Regions from separate parts of the Dromaius novaehollandiae genome. Here region 1 is linked to region 2. Evidence: chromatin contacts called from public Hi-C data. All regions are on one chromosome and are shown on one strand. The core of a region is the stretch at or near the end of the contact, and the rest is flanking DNA. Distances in the headings are between cores, read along the strand shown. Region 1 has its middle 17 kb from the start of PNPT1. Region 2 holds the start of EFEMP1 (EGF containing fibulin extracellular matrix protein 1).

What was found. A called contact is a pair of places that touch in the nucleus more often than the background predicts.
Region 1: a Hi-C map of ovary shows a contact between it and region 2, with 5 times the contacts expected there. The contact joins the enhancer-like site here to the promoter of EFEMP1 in region 2. A contact is called at or near these places in 3 of 4 Hi-C or Micro-C datasets (brain, liver and ovary).

The regions. Positions count from the first base shown.
Region 1 is chr3:107,722,217-107,726,306 of bDroNov1.hap1, reverse strand. No RefSeq gene overlaps it. Among named protein-coding and RNA genes, the nearest start is that of PNPT1, 17 kb to the left of the region's middle. Within about 2 kb of position 1,381, at least 1 of the 2 cell types and tissues checked has open chromatin away from gene starts, as enhancers often do.
Region 2 is chr3:107,646,213-107,650,803 of bDroNov1.hap1, reverse strand. It overlaps EFEMP1 (EGF containing fibulin extracellular matrix protein 1), which reads right to left and starts at 3,319. Exons shown (of 11, transcript XM_064509733.1): 1 at 3,094-3,319; 2 at 2,459-2,546; 3 at 2,251-2,338. The coding sequence starts at 2,334.

The DNA of each region.
Region 1 (4,090 bases), core at 132-2,631, 77 kb before region 2:
GGGTGTTTGGGTAGAGGAGGACTCAGTAAACAAAGCCCACTAGGAGCATAAACCAGCTGTTCTTCTCCTGCCAAAATTTTTGAAATGGCTTGACCGGATGGTACAGGTGGAGCTGTTAGAGGGACCAACAGTAAGGTGCCTATTGCTTTCCATTATAAAACCAAGTTTCATTTGCTTGTTCTTCTGACTGTCGTAAGTGATTTGGATTGAAATGTCATGTGGTGGCTGAAATTTCGATACATACAAATAACTTGTGCATTTTCACAAGAAAATGCACAATAAATATATTAAACATCCAAAAATGCACTCTGCCAAACAAGGCATAACTGAGTCCCCCTCCAAAAATTTGCAGTCTGAGCAAGACAAAGTGAGCAGAAAGGCTTCAGCAGAAAACTGGGGGAATGAACACCTATAGCGTGAGTTACTGTTTCTAAATAGTTAAACAGAAAACAATATTCACTTTCTCCAGAGCAACATGAAACAGGAGACTTTTCAGCCCTGAGAATATCCCCTTTTGCTACAAGGGTTTGCTGGAGGCTTTCTAAGGGAGCTTCTGACAAGGTCTAGTCATGCTCTGGCCTTTCCATAGTGGTCTATGGAAGAAACGGAGCATATCCTTGCCCAAGCTGCCAGGAAGCTCCCTAGACAGAGATATGGGTATATCGGGCACCCCAGAAGTGGCTCCAGAGGTGCTGGAGCTTTGAAAATGGCCATTGAAGGAATTAATCAGGGACACTTTGGTGCCAAGAATATGTTGCTTTCCAAGTGGTGGGAAGCACCATCAAAGGCAGTGCCATTGATTCAACAGGCACTTTCGTGTTTGAATTCAGGAGCTGGTTCACCTGTGGCCTCTGTGAGAGGGATGGGTAGGAAATGGCGCCAGTGGCTTCAGCATTGTCCACCCCGGCCGGCAGGCTGGTGCCCTCGGAGGCCTGGGGAGCTGCCTGAGCGACCGCGTGGCCTTGTGCACAGCAGTGCCTCAGGCATGTGTGTTTGGTGAGGGGGAAACATGGGCGTGGATGGGCATGGATACAGGTGTGCTGCTGCTTTGGTGGTTGGCGCCTCTTTCAGTCAGCTGCTTGTGCGTGCATCCAGCGCTAATGAGCTGTTAGCAGGGCTCTTATGCTCGCAGTCGTCAGGAACAGACAGCTTGTGTTACATTCATTTCAAAAACAACTTTAAAATGTATGTTTTACAAATTGTATCACTTCCTTGCAGGATCTGAGTGAGGGTGGGTGTTGGAGCCAACATTTCGAAGACCCTGAACTGACTTTATTTCATGTCTTGTCTGTTTAATCTTCTGCCGTAAGATGGCACTAGTTAGCTTACCAAGTGGTGTATTTTCCACTTCGTACTTTAGAGTTGTCGTCTTACTCTTTTTTTTTTTTTTTTTTTTCCCCTTTTAATTGCAATACCCACAAAGCGCTTGTTTCTGCCCACACGTATCCACCACAGTTTTCTTGGAAACTTTTGAAGATACGCTGAATATTTGTGGAATAATATAAACCAACAGTTTGTTTTTCATTACATATTACTTCATAGTGCTCTAATCCTCAAGATAAATGAGCACTTTCTGTTCAGTGCCATCAAACAGAATATTCTTGGACAATTTTAATTGCAGGGACTAACATGAGTGACACAAAGGGTAAAATAGTCTTCATCTGCTGGGAAAGAGAAAAATCTACAAAAATGACAACTCTTACAACATTTACAAAAGTCAGTGTTATCTCTCATTTGTGTGCCTGCAACTTGAATGCTGGAGTCATTAAGCCCATGCTCTAAAAAAAGAGTTCCTAAAGTCAGAATTTTAAGTCTCTTTAGGCATGTAAATGAACTCTGAGCATTCAGCACTGTGTTCTTAAAAAAAACAGCCAGAGTTTAAAAAAAAAAAAAAAAAAAAAAAAAACCCACAGAAAATCACTCTGGCTTTTTGGAACAATTTTAGATTTCCATTTTTAAAACTGAATTAACAACACTTCTAACAACATGAGATGTTTGACTTTTTTGACTTGTATCTTCAGTTAGTTGAAGAAAAATAAGTAAACATCATCATTTGCACTGCACAAAGTTTTCGATTAATGTGCTCATTTATTGTTGTTCCAGTTTTTGGGTGCCCAACTTGGAAATGGTTTGTACTCTTGTAAAGCCTGAACATCCTGTTGAAGGGATGAGTCGCACTCGGGGCTGATCTCCATGCAGACCCACAAGGGCAATGCAGGCCTTGCTGTGAAGAGCTGACCGTCTAATTTTAAAAAGCTGTGGCAGAAGTTGTGACAAACTGTGAGGTGAATATAAATAGGTCTCGATTTTCATGGGTTAGGATGCCTGTAGCTACCATGGGTGTCAAATAAAGACTTACTAAATGCAAGTTTTATCCATGCTGCACCCGGAGGCAGCAGGGATGTGGAAGTGCTGGCCCTTGCGAGGCTGCCTGGCACCTGGTCTCCTGTAGCGTTTCTGGTCTGCCCAGGATTCCATGCTAAAGGCATACAGGATTTTTTCTCCTGGATTTCCCAAGCCCCGCTCTCTGGTTCTCCTCCTCCTCCAACCGCAGTCATGCTCCCAAGCTCGCGATACTGAAGAAGAGGTGGGTTTGGAGCCGTGCCGCGCCCTTTGCCCTGACCTGCTCTGTTCGTCCCAAAATCACTACGGCAAGGAGGGAAAAGAGGAGGGTGGTTTCAGTGTTGGCTCTGGTTACCTGCAGCCTGACTGACTTGAAAAGCGAGTAAACACCAGAGGAAGACCCCCGTTGGGTACCTGGCATCTTCCTTGCTCTGTGTTTTAGAAATTAAACCACATATTGTCTTGGCTGTGTTCCTGTGGGTATTATTTTCTTTCTCCAGGACATATATCTAACAGCATGGTAACCAGTAAGCTAGCAGGACTGTACTCGCTGTTGCCTTAAATTTTTGATGAATTTTTAAATGAACTATAATTTTAAGGCCTGCTGTCTGGTGCTCTTATTTTTCTTTAGCTGCTTCTCCATTTCCATCAGGAAAAACGGGGTAGATGTTTCTCGCTATTAGTGTGCGGGATGCGTTTGCCCGATTAGAGCCTCTCTGACAGCGGCTCTGCTGGGGACTGGGGGAGCTGATGGGGCATCCCGGTGGGATGGGTGCTCTGGGGACTGTGCCCACCCTGCAGCACCTTGTGGGCTTGCCATGTCTTTCTGGGGCAAGATGCTGCATTTTGGGATCAAGGTGCCAAACGAATGTGTAGAAGAGATGGCGATTATCAATAGGATGGGACCGAGGAGTGGGGTAATAATGATTAATGACGTGGCTCTGGTGGGCAGCAGAGTAGAAGGGGAAGATGAGCGATTGCAAGGGGAAGTGTAATCAATCTACGTTACATCAGGTGAAGACATGAAAATGGAATTTAAAACATGAAGTAAACTTCAAATTTTTGAAGTCTGTTTTCTTGACAAGTTAGTCATGATTGTTTAGCTATGCATACAGTATTAAAATAGGTATTCAATAATTGAGCTTTCAAATTGGACGGGAGTACTTTTTAACCTGGTATTTTATTTGAAAAAGCATTTTCAAGCAAGAGGAAAAATAAGATGATAACTAACAGGGCAGGCCTCTCTAATGGAGAGAAAAGCTCCAGAAGTGGGTTGCTCATTAGAAGATGTTCCAGTGGTTAAGGTGACATTTTTACCAAAAAAAAAAAAAAAAAAAAAAAAAGCAAATTTCATGTTCAGCACAGATAGCAAAGGCAGTGGAGTTGAACGCTGCCAATGTGCACAGACTTTTGGTGCCTGTGGATTTAAAGGCAGGTGAATGGGGCTGGTGCACTGTCACTGGGCCCATGGCTGCACTTCCTGAGCCCCTTCCTGCACCCGGGGTCCCCCCGGAAAGGGTGACCCCGCCACTGGCTGCCCTTCGGAGCTGTCGCCCTCTGGGAAACTTGAATTTAATCCCCAGGAGGGGCAGGAAGTCATAACGTAAAAATGCCAGGAGCAGGCTTTGGGAAGGGACCTGCCTCTTGTAGAGACAAAAGAGGCAATTGCTCATCTGTAACTTTGCCGATAATTAAAAAAGCATCTTAGCCATTGAACACTTTTATTTCCCTTCTCTGTAAAACTGAA
Region 2 (4,591 bases), core at 2,070-4,569:
AAAATTCAAACAAGACTCTACTCAGCAACTATTCATATCAATGCAAACTAGCAACTTTAGAAGAATTTTAAGTATTCTGCCTTGCAATTTAGATAGGTATCTTCATATTGCTTCTGCCCAAAAGCATTAAACATTTAGAACATCGTAATTTTCATCACATGTGACAATTACAGAAACTGATGACCTAAGTGTCACAATGCTACCAAATACAGTAGACATTTAAAATAGCTATGAACCGACAGAGCTGTAATACGTAGGTGCATATGCATGCTATGCTGTTTAGGATATTATTTTAATGGCCCTACAGGAAAAAAACAGAAATGAATTAAACTAACCTAATTAGTCAGTCAAGCAAACTAAATGTTTTGCAACTCCTCTGCTTCAGAGGAATTATACGAGCAACAAATTTGCCCTTCTGATGCTGAAATCCACTTGTTCCATGTTCCGCTATTCTCAAGTTATTTTGAGAAATTTGTTACTAACAGACACTGACTCAGCAGTAGAATAGAAAATATTTTTTCATTTGCAGGTGACACCAGTGATCTGCCAAATATAGCAGTGAGTTGGAAGTGAAAGCCTCCAATGTTAGGAAGGGGTAAGTAGACAGCTAATTGTATTGTAATTCTCAGTCTCTAAAGGAATGACTACATGCTGAGTTGACAACAAAGTTACTGTAGCTATGAAAACGCAAACCCAAAGGAAAACAGCAAATTCATGCATTTATTGAATCACCCAATTCCTGTTAATGCACAACAGAAGTTGTATCTATTTAATAGTAAAGAGCCAAGTCCAACTCTTACTGAAGCTGAAAGGAGTTTTATGACAGAAAAGGATTTGGCCCTAAACAAACACAATGTCTATATGAGGAACAGTAGTATTCTAATGGTAAAGTTTCCAGAAGTTAAATTTTATGTTTAAAAGTAATTTCACATGATTATAAGTATAATGATCATTTAAGAGTCTAAATGCTAAGACCTATTTGAAAGGGGACTATAGGAACTCAAGTCACCCAGGCATGTTAAAAATGTAACATTGGTATAAACTAAATAAGCTTATCAGGAAAAAAAATACTACTTAAAGAGAATATATAGTAAAAGTGGAAAAGGATAGGGTCCCTATATTCATCTATATTGTCAAGAAGTATTTAGCTCTTCAGTACCCAGTGTTTATATACACAGATTTAAATCTCACAGCCTGTAAATATAAGTACACCCAGTCTTTAGAAGTCCACTGCTTCTAAAGCACAATGTTAAAATATTTTATAATCGACTTCCTGATGCTTCATTGAAGTTTCTTTGAGTCCCTTCTATGCTAAGGTCCAGTTCTGCAATATTTACTTGCCTGAGCCATCCCACTGACTTCAGTGGGATTACTTGTATAAGACACAATATCAGTCTTTGGCTGTGGTTCTCTAACTTCTTGCATGTGTGCAGAATTAGTGCAATGCCACACAAGCAGAATACATCTGTATGCATATTCAGGGGTACACCCACATGAAGCAAGTTGCAGGGATTACAACTGTAATCAGATGTGAAAACGCATTTTTTTTTCCCCAGCCCAAGTCGATGTAATTGCCACTCCACCACTCCTTCTATGACATTCATTACACAAGCCAAAGAGTGAACACTGGGAGGGGGAGAAAAGGGGGAAAAGAGAGAGAGAAAAAAAAAAGGCCTTACAAAAAGGCCTTCTAAATCTCTTACCCCATCTCTTGGTTATAAGCAGAATCTATTTCTAGTATTCTAGTTGATTTTTTCAAGCCATGCAGAACAATTGCTCAAAAGTAGCTCAGACACTGACATTCATACGATCACCCCATGACTTACTTGCTTCATTAAGAATACCAAGTTTTGAAGTACTTACATTTTGCTAAAAAACACCTTGAAATATCCAAAAGAAAACACAAAAGAATGTTTGACCTAATTATGTGTCAAGTTTCATATACTCAGAAGGAGGATTCTAGGAAGATTTTATTAAAAGAAAAAAGAAAAAAGTTAACTTCACAATCTTGTTCAGTTCATCAAGCTCATATAGGTAAGCTTTTCAGAACAGGGAGTTAGAGCAGGTCTTCTTCAGCCCTGTAAACCTCAACTTTTAAAATATGGTTTCAGTGAAGAAACGGGTTATTTTCTGGTTAACATTCAAAGTCAAAGAACTTGATATTGCATGCTACATTGTTTTTTTCTCAAGGGTCATTTAGAAAAGAATCCCTGCTAAGTAATAATTACCTCAAACTCTATTAAACCTTACCGTGTATGTTATGGTTTCCTCAGTTTCCTGTGAATGTACTGTAATAAGAATGAAAGCAGCCAAGAACATAGTTGTCAACATCATGAACCTTGAAAGAAAGAAAAACAAATAAACCAGAAATATTTTTAGCCCTTCTTTGCTAGAAAACACAGCCACCACGTCTGGGAGCGGGTCTCGCGTCTGTCGCTGGCGCCCGCTGAACTCCTACCTGCGTGCGGAGGCCAGGACTCAGCCCTTCTGAATCCAAGGAGCAGCTGAGGCTTGGCAGCGTTTCCGCCCCGTTGTATTTTATTCAGCTGAAAGAGAAGAGGAAAAAAAAAAAAGAGGCTTTGGAAGGAGGTAACGGTTAGCAGCGCACCGAGCCCGAGGCGCCGCAGCCCCCGCCACCACCGGGCGGGGCAGTGCCCGGCCGCACCGACGGGGCAGCTCGGCGGCGCCGCTCACCTCGGCGGCCGCCGACAGCGCCGCCGCCGGCGCCGCCGCTCCCCGGCCGTGGCGGAGGCGCAGCCCGGGACACCTCGGCGCGGCGATGCCATAGGCGACACCCGGCGGCGGCGGCCCGGCCCCCCGCAGCCCCTCGCGCCGCCCGCCGTCCCGCCCCGAGCCCCGCGGCGCGGCGCGCCTCGCCCCCCAGCAACCGCCGCGTCGTCCGCCGGGCACCTGCTCGGCCCGCGGCTGCCGCGCCCCGCCGGCCCGGCCCCGGGCGCCGCCGGCCCGGCCCGCGCCGCCCTCGGCGCGCGCTGCCCTCGGCCCCGCGCCGCCCGGCCGCGCCCGCGGGGCGCCCCGCCGGGGCCGGCCGGGCCGCGGCGCAGCGCCGAGCCTCCCCGCGCCGCCGGCTCCTACCTGCGGCCGCGGCGCCCGGGGCTCTCCTGGCGGGGCCGCGCCGCGCAGCGCCGACTGGGGCTGCTCCGGCGGCAGGTCACCGCGGCGGCTCGGCCCCCTCCGTCCCTGCGCCCGCCCGCTGGCTACGCTGTGGTGCCGGCGCCCGCCCGCCCGCCGCCGCCTCGCTCTGCCTCCCCCCGCGGGCCCGCGGCGCAATAGAAACGGTCCCGGCTCCGCCGGGGCCCCGGGCGCCCCCTACCGGCCCCGCGGCCGCCTGGCCCCTTCCGCGCGGCGGGCGGGGCGCCCGGCCACGGCCGTCGCCGCTCCCGGCCCGGGCAGTCGCGGCCCCCGAGCGGCGCTGCCCGCCGCCGCCGCGCGGGGCCCAAGCGGGGCAGGTGCGGGGCGCCCCGCCGCCATCTCGGGCGTGCGAGGGCCGGGCCGGCGGCCGCCGCCCGGGCAGCCTGGGATGCCCCGTGGTCGCGGCGGGCCGGTAGTAGGAGGCGCCCAGCGGTCACCCGAGAGGGGGGAGCGGGCAACACATGCCTGGGGCATCCGGGAGCTGGCGGAGGAAGGGGCGTCCGGGGGCGGCGGGTGACCGCCGCCATGGCGGTGGCCGGAGGCCAGGTGCGTTGCATGAGCAGCCCACGCTGTAGCGCCTCGCTGAGTGCTGAGCGACCGGAGCAGTGCTGGTGTTGGGAAGGGTGGCGAGTTGCACGTCCCCGGCTTTGAAAGCGAGGGGTGACGGAGGAGCCTGCGGGCGGCAAGGAGGCCGGTGCGCTGCCTGGCGCACCGCGGCTGAGGCGCTGTGCTGGTCACTGAGGGAGGCCCGTGCCCAAGTCGACGGTTGGAGTCTCCTCCATGGTGTTTCCTGTGGAAATACTGGAAGTCAGCAGGACTAATGTGTGTGAACCTTGCTGGCCAGATCCTGCGTGTGCTCGGCGTGGGTGGGTTTCTGCTTTCCATCTCTGGGGGAGCCTGCCCAGGTGGCAGCCGCCCTCTGGGCCTTGCTCTGAGCAGAGCTGGGGTGCAAGTGAAGATGTCGATATCTTCTCCTCGCTCTTCCTCAGCACATAATGGAAAAGATACAAATGTGCTTTATTCGTTGCTTTCTTTCTTTTCTTTTAACTCTGGCAATGGGGTGGCGTTTCTGATTTAGCTTATATGGCTTTGAAAGTAGGGCTATGATCCTAGAAGCACTGAGGTTTGATGGTTGTCTTCTTTGGTGATTTTTAAAAATCACAATGGTAGTTTTCATAAACTCCCTTAGCATAAGTGGATTATATCTTGGCATGGTAGAGTCCACTACCCATATAGGAATAGCAACGGCAGTAAGAAGCACCTTTGGGTTGGTTTAATGGTAACCAGCGTGAGGAAGTTGTACTGCTGTAATTCTTTCAGGATAGTTGTGGTATAAGTCCTTTTGTGCAATGAAAACACATACATAAATTTAAGCACGAGGTGGGTGGGGTGGCATCAGTGGTCACTTTTTCAATTTCCAGATAAATACTTAAAAGATAAA